Linked DNA regions of Capra hircus: regions 2 and 3 are each linked to region 1. A link is a contact called in public Hi-C data. All regions are on one chromosome and are shown on one strand. Each heading gives the region's core, a stretch centred on a gene start, on an enhancer-like site or on the middle of the called end of the contact. The rest is flanking DNA. Distances are from core to core; before and after follow the strand shown. Region 1 has its middle 110 kb from the start of SLC1A4. Region 2 overlaps SERTAD2 (SERTA domain-containing protein 2). Region 3 holds the start of SERTAD2 (SERTA domain-containing protein 2).

Region 1 (2,765 bases), core at 112-2,611:
GGGGCAGTGAGAGGCCAGGCTGGCTACAGGGGAGGAAGCAGGTGGGGAGTGGGAGGAGAAAAGTCAGCATGGTGAGAGGCCTTGAATGCCTCCCTCCAAGTCCTTTGAGTTAGTGGGTGCTGCCGATGATTATGACTCAAGGACATGATAGGTTCAAAGCAATGACTTCAAATGATTAATATGCTTGAAGGGTTTACGTGTCTGAGTGTCCTTTACTAAGCACTGTCCCATGGGAGGACAGTTTTAGAAGCCAAAACATCTAGAAGAATCTGGGAGCCCAGGGGAGTGGGAGATCTGTCCCCTTGGATTGAGATGCAAGAAAAACCCATTATCCAGCCTTTCAGGGACCAAAATTGAGTTTCTAGTTTTGGAAGATCTTCCTGAGTAATTAAAGGTTTGCTGAGCAACACAGCAGGCACTCAACCACATGTGTTAACGAGCTGGTGCCCCGTGCCTTAGGCTTCCTTACACCTTCCCCGAAAAAGCACACACATACGACCAAATTGCTTTTTTTCACCCTGTGATTGAACACAGCTTCACCAGACCCTCCACCCCACGGATACACCCTAGATCCAGCCCCTTGCCTTCCCAGCCCCCTCCACCCAATTCCATTGTCAGAGCGGAACAAAAGGCCCAAGGCATCCTGGGTTAAAGGATTTTAACTCTGCCAGCCCCAGGAGGCTCCAACAAGAAGCAGTTTCCTGCAGGAGGAAAGTGACTGAGAAATCTCCCCAGGGGACAGGGGATTTTTTTTTCTTTTCTTTTTTTTTTTTCTGGTCTGAAAAACAGAATCTAGCTGTCAATCAGACACCTTCCCCTCTCGCCGCCGCCGCCCCGGCCCCCACTCCAGGATTAGGAGCTTTCTCTTCTAGACACCTTCCCTCAGCCAAACGCATCTTCAAGTCTCTTGCCTAGGACTTGTATTTGTGGCGGTCAGGCTCCCACCCAAACCGGCGGGGCCATCCCCGCCACCCCCATCAGACTGGACTCTCCCTCTGCCCCCCTCCTCGTTTTCCTACCGCTGCTTCCCCGCCTTCACCCTGTGCGGGTACAGCTGCCCCGCGCGCCATGGTCGTCCATACCCCCGTGCCCCCGGCCCATCCCCATCCCCGCCTGCGAGCCTCCGCTCCCGGGGCGCCGCCGGGCTGGGAGCCGGGGTTCGCCGCCTGCTCCGGACCCCGGCTGGCTCCTCCGTGGTCCCGCGCGGCACCCTCTTCGGCCACCAGCTTCTGAACTTGGCCGGAGACGAACCGGTCCTCTGGAGCGGAAAGCTGCGGGCTGGTGGGTTGCCGGCGAGAGCATTTACAGGGCCGAGGTTCGGTGGGTTTGTGTCCACGTGCCTCTGCCCTAACCGGCGAGCAGCGTCCGGAGAGCCCCTGCTGGCTGCTCTGCCCTGGTCCCAGAGGCTTCTGGAACAAAACTGCATTTCGTGTAAAACCCCTTTTGCTTATTCTGGAACTAAAGTATGCATTTTTGTTGTTGTTGTTCTTGAGTTTTTCACGTAGAAAAGATACCGGGTAAATTGGAAACATGTTGGGAAAGGAGTGAGCAATCAATGCTGGCATTTAAACAACACAAAATTGCCCTCGCGAGGCCACACGCCCAGGCGGGCGCGGCGCTCCCGGCGACAGAGCAGCGCCCTCTGGTGGCCGCACGGTGTGTGTGGGGGGGATCGGCCGCCCCCACCCCCAGGCTCCGGAGCCGGGCGGTCTCGAGAGCGGCTTCCCCAAGTCTGGGAAACACCGGGGCAACTTGGCAGGAAGGGAATTCAAGGTGAGCGTCGCCACGGTGCTGGGAAATGCTTTTTGTGGTTTCAGGCTTGGGCCCAGGCCCAGAGCCCCGGGAAGGGTCTAACTTAAAAGAAAAACTCTTGTCCCATTCTCAAAGGCTGCTTGAAATTGTATGGATACAGCACCATCCCTTACCTGAAAGATTTGATTCTTTTTAAAATCCTCAAAGCGTTCGAGAAGGGTGATTTTTAAAACGTGGGCAAGTGAAATCACCACTATCATCACCAAAAAGCGTGATTACACCATAATATGTACATTTTACATGCTGGTGACATTTACCAAGTATCATTAAATCCTTTTTCCCCTGCTTTAATCCCAGGGGCATCCTTTTGTAGTCTGAACAGCAGTGTTCTTTTAGCCCCCGCCTCCTCTCAGTGGCCATTCCCTCTATTGCAGTTTGCCCCAAGTTTTCTTGTTCCTTGTATGAATACATCCTAAATGTTTTTCCCCTTTTCTTGCTTTTCCTTATTCTTGTATCTGCTGCTTGTGGTTAGGCTCACACAGTTTATTGTCTGGATCAGAGCTACTTTCGCGGGAACAGCCGGAGCTTGGCGTCGGTGGCGGCCAGAATCCCAGGTTCACAGACTGTCTTGGGTTCTCTCTGCCCTACAGCAACACCAGCACGTCTGCCAAGAGGTGGCCGCCTCAGGCTGACTGCAGACACGCCCACCCCCTTCACCCCCGCACGCATACACACACAGGAGCAGACCACTGCTTCAGCTTCCTGTCTCTCTGGAGTTTCTCTCCGGAGAGTTTGGCCCCTCCCCCGCCCGGGGGAAGCCAGAAGAGGTGAGGGTGCTGGGTTCTGAGGAGCCAGGCAGGTGCTCCCCTGCCCCGCTCCCTTTCCTCTGAATCTCTTTTCCCTGCCTGAGGGGTTTCCATTTACCCATACTATCTGGTGGGAATTCCTCCAACTTCATACCTTCCTTCTCTTTGGGGGTATTTTCTGCTGTATCTATTGCTGCACACAAGCCA
Region 2 (2,765 bases), core at 168-2,667, 230 kb before region 1:
ACAGTAACGCTAATGACTCAGAATGATGACTTTCCCTCACAGAGCTACCCAGTTTGAAGAAAAAAGAAGCTATGATGTGTGACGAGTGTCTTCAAGCAGGCTAGCAGAAGCTATTTCCTCATTCAGACATCCTGAGCCGCCAAACCCAAAGTTAAAGTCCTTTAAATGGAAACACGCGCACACTTTCAGTTTCTTTCCGGGGCAGTGGAAGAAGAAAGAAGTTGCCCCTGGCAAAACTACTGAGTGGGTGACAGTCTCTCCAGAGCAGGAGAGAGGCTGGCTACAAATGCCGGTGAGACAACTTCTGAAACACAGAATATTCTCATCTCTCCCCTCTGACGCCTGCCTTAGGGTATGCTTTGGGTCCTGCTCTTGAGGTGGTCCAAGTGGAGAGCCCCTGCTCCTGACCAGGACGCCTGCCACCAGCCTCCGGCGAACTCTGGGAAGAGCTCTTTTGTCAGCTGGTCACCCAGCACCTCCCGGGCAGGAAGGAGAGGCCCCCTCCTTGTTCCACAGGGGAAGCCAGGTTCCCTTAGACAACTTTCTATACTGTTAAAATATTACACCTTAATAAACATCCAACACTCAGGAATCTGATAATGGCTATGCTTTTGACATCCTTCCTCCCCCAGGTAACAGCAGAAGCCACGGGGTGGGGGTTGGGCGACACGACTTAGACAGGACACCCTGAAGGGACATGGGGTGGGGGGGGTGGGGGATGCTGGCAGATCTGGGAGAGAGCTGACAGAAAGTGGGGTACTCCCAAAGCCAGTGCTCTGGGACAACCTAGAGGGATAGTGGGTAGGGAAGTGGGAGAGGGGGTTCAGGATGGGGGGAACACATATGTATACCCATGGTTGATTCATGTTGATGTATGGCAAAAAGCATCACAATATTGTAATTATCCTCCAATTAAAATAAATTAATTTTAAAAAGAAAGTGGGGTGCCTGCAAGGATCTGCCAGCGGGGGTGTTCCATGCACTGTGACCCGTGCAGTTCCCCAGTTCCTGGGGGTGAGCCTCCGGGAGGCCATGCGGGGGTCAGCACTCCCCGAGGCTGCCTGCAGACCCCAAAGCGACTGCTTCCGGCCTCCGGGAATGGCAGAAACACGGGCAAAATTCCAACAGGGAGAAAGCCTCTGCGTGTTTACTCCCAGAAGACAAGGGAGGGTGAGTAACTGAACCCCTAAAGCTGCCCCTATCGGGGAAGTTTTCTTTTTTCTTTTTCTTTTTTTAAGCCCAAGCTCATCCAGGATGAGGTCCCTGCAGTAACATCCATGCTAATTGCTAAGTAAGACAAAGCCTTCCCTAACAAATCAGCAATGTAATTATGAAGCCAGTCACTAGATCAAGCCAGTTAGGCGCGCTCGGCGCGGCTCGGAGGGTGTAACCCGACACCACTGTTTGCGGAGGCGCCTCCCCAGGCTCTCCCGGCGGCGCTCTCCGCCGCGGGTAGCGCGCGGCCGCGCATCCGCGATCAGACTCCAGTCGGACGGGTCCCGCAGCGAACAATCCCCGGGCTTTCTCGACAGCGTCTTAAAGCCTGGAGACAAACCGAAATTCGGCCAGGAAGTCAGCCTCGAAGTCAACAGCTTTTACTGTTTGGGGATGTAAGAAACTCTTGCCTACCCTCCTAGGACTTTTATCTACTTCTATGAAATTGCAGACGGTTTCTGACTGGTTTGTCAAACATAACCTTTCCTCTTGGAAAAAGAAAAGGACATTTTCAAATGTTGATAACTGCATTTAGCAAACAAATCCTGAGAGATAATATTTCAAGTGAATATTTCTTAGGAATAAATTATGGCCTTGTTAATAAACATCTGTAAAGAAACAGGTTTTTTAGACTGTAACTGTTAAGTAATAGAAAATATTTCTAATATCCTGTCTTACTGGTTCCTCAGCCAGCTGGGAACTTTAGGTTTTAGACCTAACTCTTAGGAAGCTAGGGACATAAGTCACCTTCCAAAGATACTGAGGATGTTTACAATCCTTAGTTTATGTAACAATTTTGACTAAAAGCACTGCACACCTAAAGCAAAAGACTGAGCCGAATTATACAGTTTCTAAATTTAAGATAAGCAAAAAAAAAAAAAAAAAAGATTCTAAGCCTGGAATAGGCTTTAAAATACTCTAGGAAAAAAAAGACCATGAAGATGAAACAAGACTGACAAAATATTGATGGCTGTTAAAGCCCAATGATGAGCACAAGGGGATGCACTGTACTCTCTCTATTTTTGAGTGTGTTTGGAATTTTCCATAAGAAAAAGGTAAAACATGTACACACACATCAATACATATTTTTTAAATTCTACAAATTTAGACAAAGTCAAACAAACACAATAAACTATTTACACCCTCAGTGAGAACTCTGATGTTAACTTGATAGGCTATTTTACTCAGAAAACGCTATAAATGCTCTTTGTAAACAAACATGCCCACTACAAGTTGGAGCTCCTCTTGAGCTTTGAAAGAGTATCACATCTAACCACAAAGGGGCGCAGGAGAGCAACAGGCACTCCTGAATTCTGAGTATTCACCGCAATTTCTATCTACAGATCTCAAAGTATACACATTTCCAAGACTGTTCCCTAATTCAGGTCTCCATAGGACACTGCTTGGCAAGCCAAGAGCCCTGCCAAGACCACACTATATTATGCTATGGTTCGAAATCTGGAAATATTGTATAAAGAAAAGGTTGTTGTCTGTATATAAGCAACACTGATGTTTCAAAATCCATGACTAAAATCCCTGGAGGATTCCTG
Region 3 (2,765 bases), core at 183-2,682, 130 kb before region 1:
AAAGAAAAAAAAATCCCTATTTGTCTTTTAACATACCCCACTGTGCGCAGTGACCAGGAAATAAAAAATTCTGTGTTATAATTTCTGGATAGAACAGAGGTGAGCTAAAGATGAAGTGTCAAACTGGATTTCCATCTTACCTCGCTTTCCTCCAACAGGTTCAAAGACTTTGTAATCTTTACATTAATATTGAATTATCTTTTCTTTTCTTTTCCAAAAGGGAACCTACGAAACTATTTTAAAATAAAAAGCAAGCCATGCCACTAGGCAACCTGTCTTCTCGTGGTCTATCTCATTCAAATCAGACATACCTTTCGCTTTGCCTTTACTGAATAAAAGTTTAACTTTGATTTGGAAGACAACGTACCCATTATTAGCCGTCTGACACTTTGCAGGTCATAGAGTCTATCAGTTCAATTCGCTGATTATGACAGCTCACTAAGAAAGCTTGCCATTACCGCTCATTTTATAAGCGTTGGCAATACCTAGAAATACAGCAAGGCTGGTGAATAAGGAGTCGAGGGGCGGGGGAAGAGGGAGCGAGGCAGGAAGGCAGTCGCCACCTCAAATCCACGCCGGACTGGGAACCTCCAGTCTACAGCGCGATCCCTTGCCTTCCCCAAAGTGGACCCGTTATATTTTCCCAGACCCTCTCTCCGCCCCAACACCCACCCCCGATAACCCAACACAGCACTCACCCTTCAGCGAAGTCGGCACCCGGTCCAGCTCTGAGACGGGTCGGGGTGGCAGCGAGGGAGGGGACGTCTGGGCTGTGGGCGGGGGGTGTCGGTGCGTCACTAGAGTGCAGGACGGTGAGTTCGAGGGGTGGGAGCGGAGCGGAGCAGGGAAATCAAGTCACTGCCGAAAAGGGACGAGCAACGGGGGGATGGAGGGGAAAGCCCCTTCCCTAAAATAAGCCCACCGGCCCCTGCGACCCCCTGCCCCAGGAAGGGAAAATAAAATCCGGGGAAATAAAAAGACTGACAAATAAACCTCTAAAACGATGAGAAGCAAGGATCAGACTTTAATTTAAAGGGGGGAGACTGAGCGAGGGCTGGAGGGGTGACTGAAGTGGCTCTAGGTCTATCCCATGCCTTTGCAGTCCCCAAACGGAGGAGGAGGCTGGCTAAGGGGAAGTTGCAGCGGCTCCCGAGGAGGAGGCGGAGGAGGCGGAGGAGGAGGTTACACCGTAACAAGTACAGACAGACAGCCATGGATCAGAGGGGCGCTGGGAGCAGGGGCGGCCGCGGCGGGGCGAGCGGCCGCGGCAGCAGCACCGCCTGCTCGGCTAGCTCAAGACATTTAATTGGATTGATGGGTTGTGCAGTGACTCACAGACTTTACAGAGTCGTAAAGCAGTCCCCGCCCAGCTGGACAGGGGAGATGCGGTGGGGACGGCAAGGGAAAGGGGGGCTGTGAAAGAGCCGGGAGGGGAGGAGGCGAGTGAGAGGGCGAGGCGTTGGGAGGGGCGGGGAGCGGAACGGAATCACCCAATGCCGAAGCCCGCCGCTCCGACGGGCGTGGGCGTCGGCCAATGACGGTGCTGCTCGATAGGCGGCAGGCTTCGCCCCTGGCCCAATGAGTCTTCTAAGGACACTGCCGCTAACCGGGCGGGGGGAAGTGGAGTGGGGGCTGGGGAGTGGTGGGTGGACGTTGAAGTAGGGAGGGAGCGGTGGAGGGAAAGATGAGGCACCGGAGACCCGCGGAGTCACTCAGCTCTCCTCGCTCCAGAAGTGCGCCTTCTGCCAATCCGAGGGCCGCATGGGGGTGATGGACGCAAGCGTGTGCCCAATGAGGAGGAGAAGGTGCCGCCCCGAGCCACAGGGGAAGGAGTGGGCGGGCCAAGGTCCTCCCCTCCCTCCGCACCCGGGTCCTCCCTCCCGCCCTGTTCAGGTCAGTCACGCAAATAACAGTGTGAGGGCTGGGGCCGTGCGGGGGGGGTGGGGCGGCGGAGGGGCCGCGCTGCAGAAGGCGTGACAGCGATAGGGACTGGCTGTGCTGCCGACTCCGCACCGACCGGAGGAGGCGATGAAGAAGGCTGGCTCCTTACTCAGCCTCAAGCTGCTGCTGTTGCTGCCCGGCTCTGCCTAGGAGCCCCTGAGGCCAAACCCCACTACCGAGTGGCAGACTGATTTGGAGTAAATCGGATCAAAACTTTGCCTCCCGTCGGTGCTATGCCCACTCTCGGAGACAGCTCCGTGTGACGTCCTGTGGGGCTGTGCTCTGGGAGCCGAGGGAGCTGGACGCCAAGACCGGAGGCATTTCCCTCCTTGCTTGCCTGTGTTCTGGGGAAGTCAGAGGAGGGTGTGGACAGGTTGAAACACCTCCTGAATACGTAACATTTCTTTATTGGGTTTCTCGAAAAGGTACTTAACCTGACGTGAGTGAAGCTGTGTGGGCTTTGTGGGTGTAAATATCAGCTTCCTCCAGCCCTTGCTCCCGCATGCATTACTCTTTTTCTCCCACTTCTCTGCCCACTCTCCTCACCTTGGACCCTGACACCTTGTACTCATTACTAGATCTCGCTGCTCATTCCCCGGAGCTACGGCTTTTTCTCAGTTTCTTGCCTACTGTCTAGGAATCATGGTACACACCTTAAGCCTGCACGCACTTGTACTTGAAAGTAACTGGGATCACTAATGAACCTGAACAGAGGTGCCGGCAAAAGAAATACACTGGCAAAAATCCACCTTCTTAACCACAAGGTGCATTTCTGCAGGTTATTGAAATTTATGACAATTGCTTCCTATTAAAAAACCAAGGAA

Evidence for each region. A called contact is a pair of places that touch in the nucleus more often than the background predicts.
Region 2: a contact with region 1 is called in a Hi-C map of blood, with 6 times the contacts expected there. The contact joins two enhancer-like sites. A contact is called at or near these places in 2 of 5 Hi-C or Micro-C datasets (both in blood).
Region 3: a Hi-C map of blood shows a contact between it and region 1, with 2.7 times the contacts expected there. The contact joins the promoter of SERTAD2 here to the enhancer-like site in region 1. A contact is called at or near these places in 2 of 5 Hi-C or Micro-C datasets (both in blood).

What each region holds. Positions count from the first base shown.
Region 1 is chr11:63,004,445-63,007,209 of ARS1.2, forward strand. It overlaps the pseudogene LOC102173667. Among named protein-coding and RNA genes, the nearest start is that of SLC1A4, 110 kb to the right of the region's middle. Within about 2 kb of position 1,362, at least 4 of the 5 cell types and tissues checked have an H3K27ac peak or open chromatin away from gene starts, as enhancers often do.
Region 2 is chr11:62,776,239-62,779,003 of ARS1.2, forward strand. The region is part of intron 1 of SERTAD2 (SERTA domain-containing protein 2); the gene reads right to left. Among named protein-coding and RNA genes, the nearest start is that of SERTAD2, 99 kb to the right of the region's middle. Within about 2 kb of position 1,418, at least 5 of the 5 cell types and tissues checked have an H3K27ac peak or open chromatin away from gene starts, as enhancers often do.
Region 3 is chr11:62,875,305-62,878,069 of ARS1.2, forward strand. It overlaps SERTAD2 (SERTA domain-containing protein 2), which reads right to left and starts at 1,433. Exons shown (of 2, transcript XM_018055425.1): 1 at 699-1,433. It overlaps LOC108637151 (a long non-coding RNA gene), which reads left to right and starts at 1,646. Exons shown (of 2, transcript XR_001918818.1): 1 at 1,646-1,893. It overlaps LOC108637150 (a long non-coding RNA gene), which reads left to right and starts at 1,900. Exons shown (of 2, transcript XR_001918817.1): 1 at 1,900-2,366.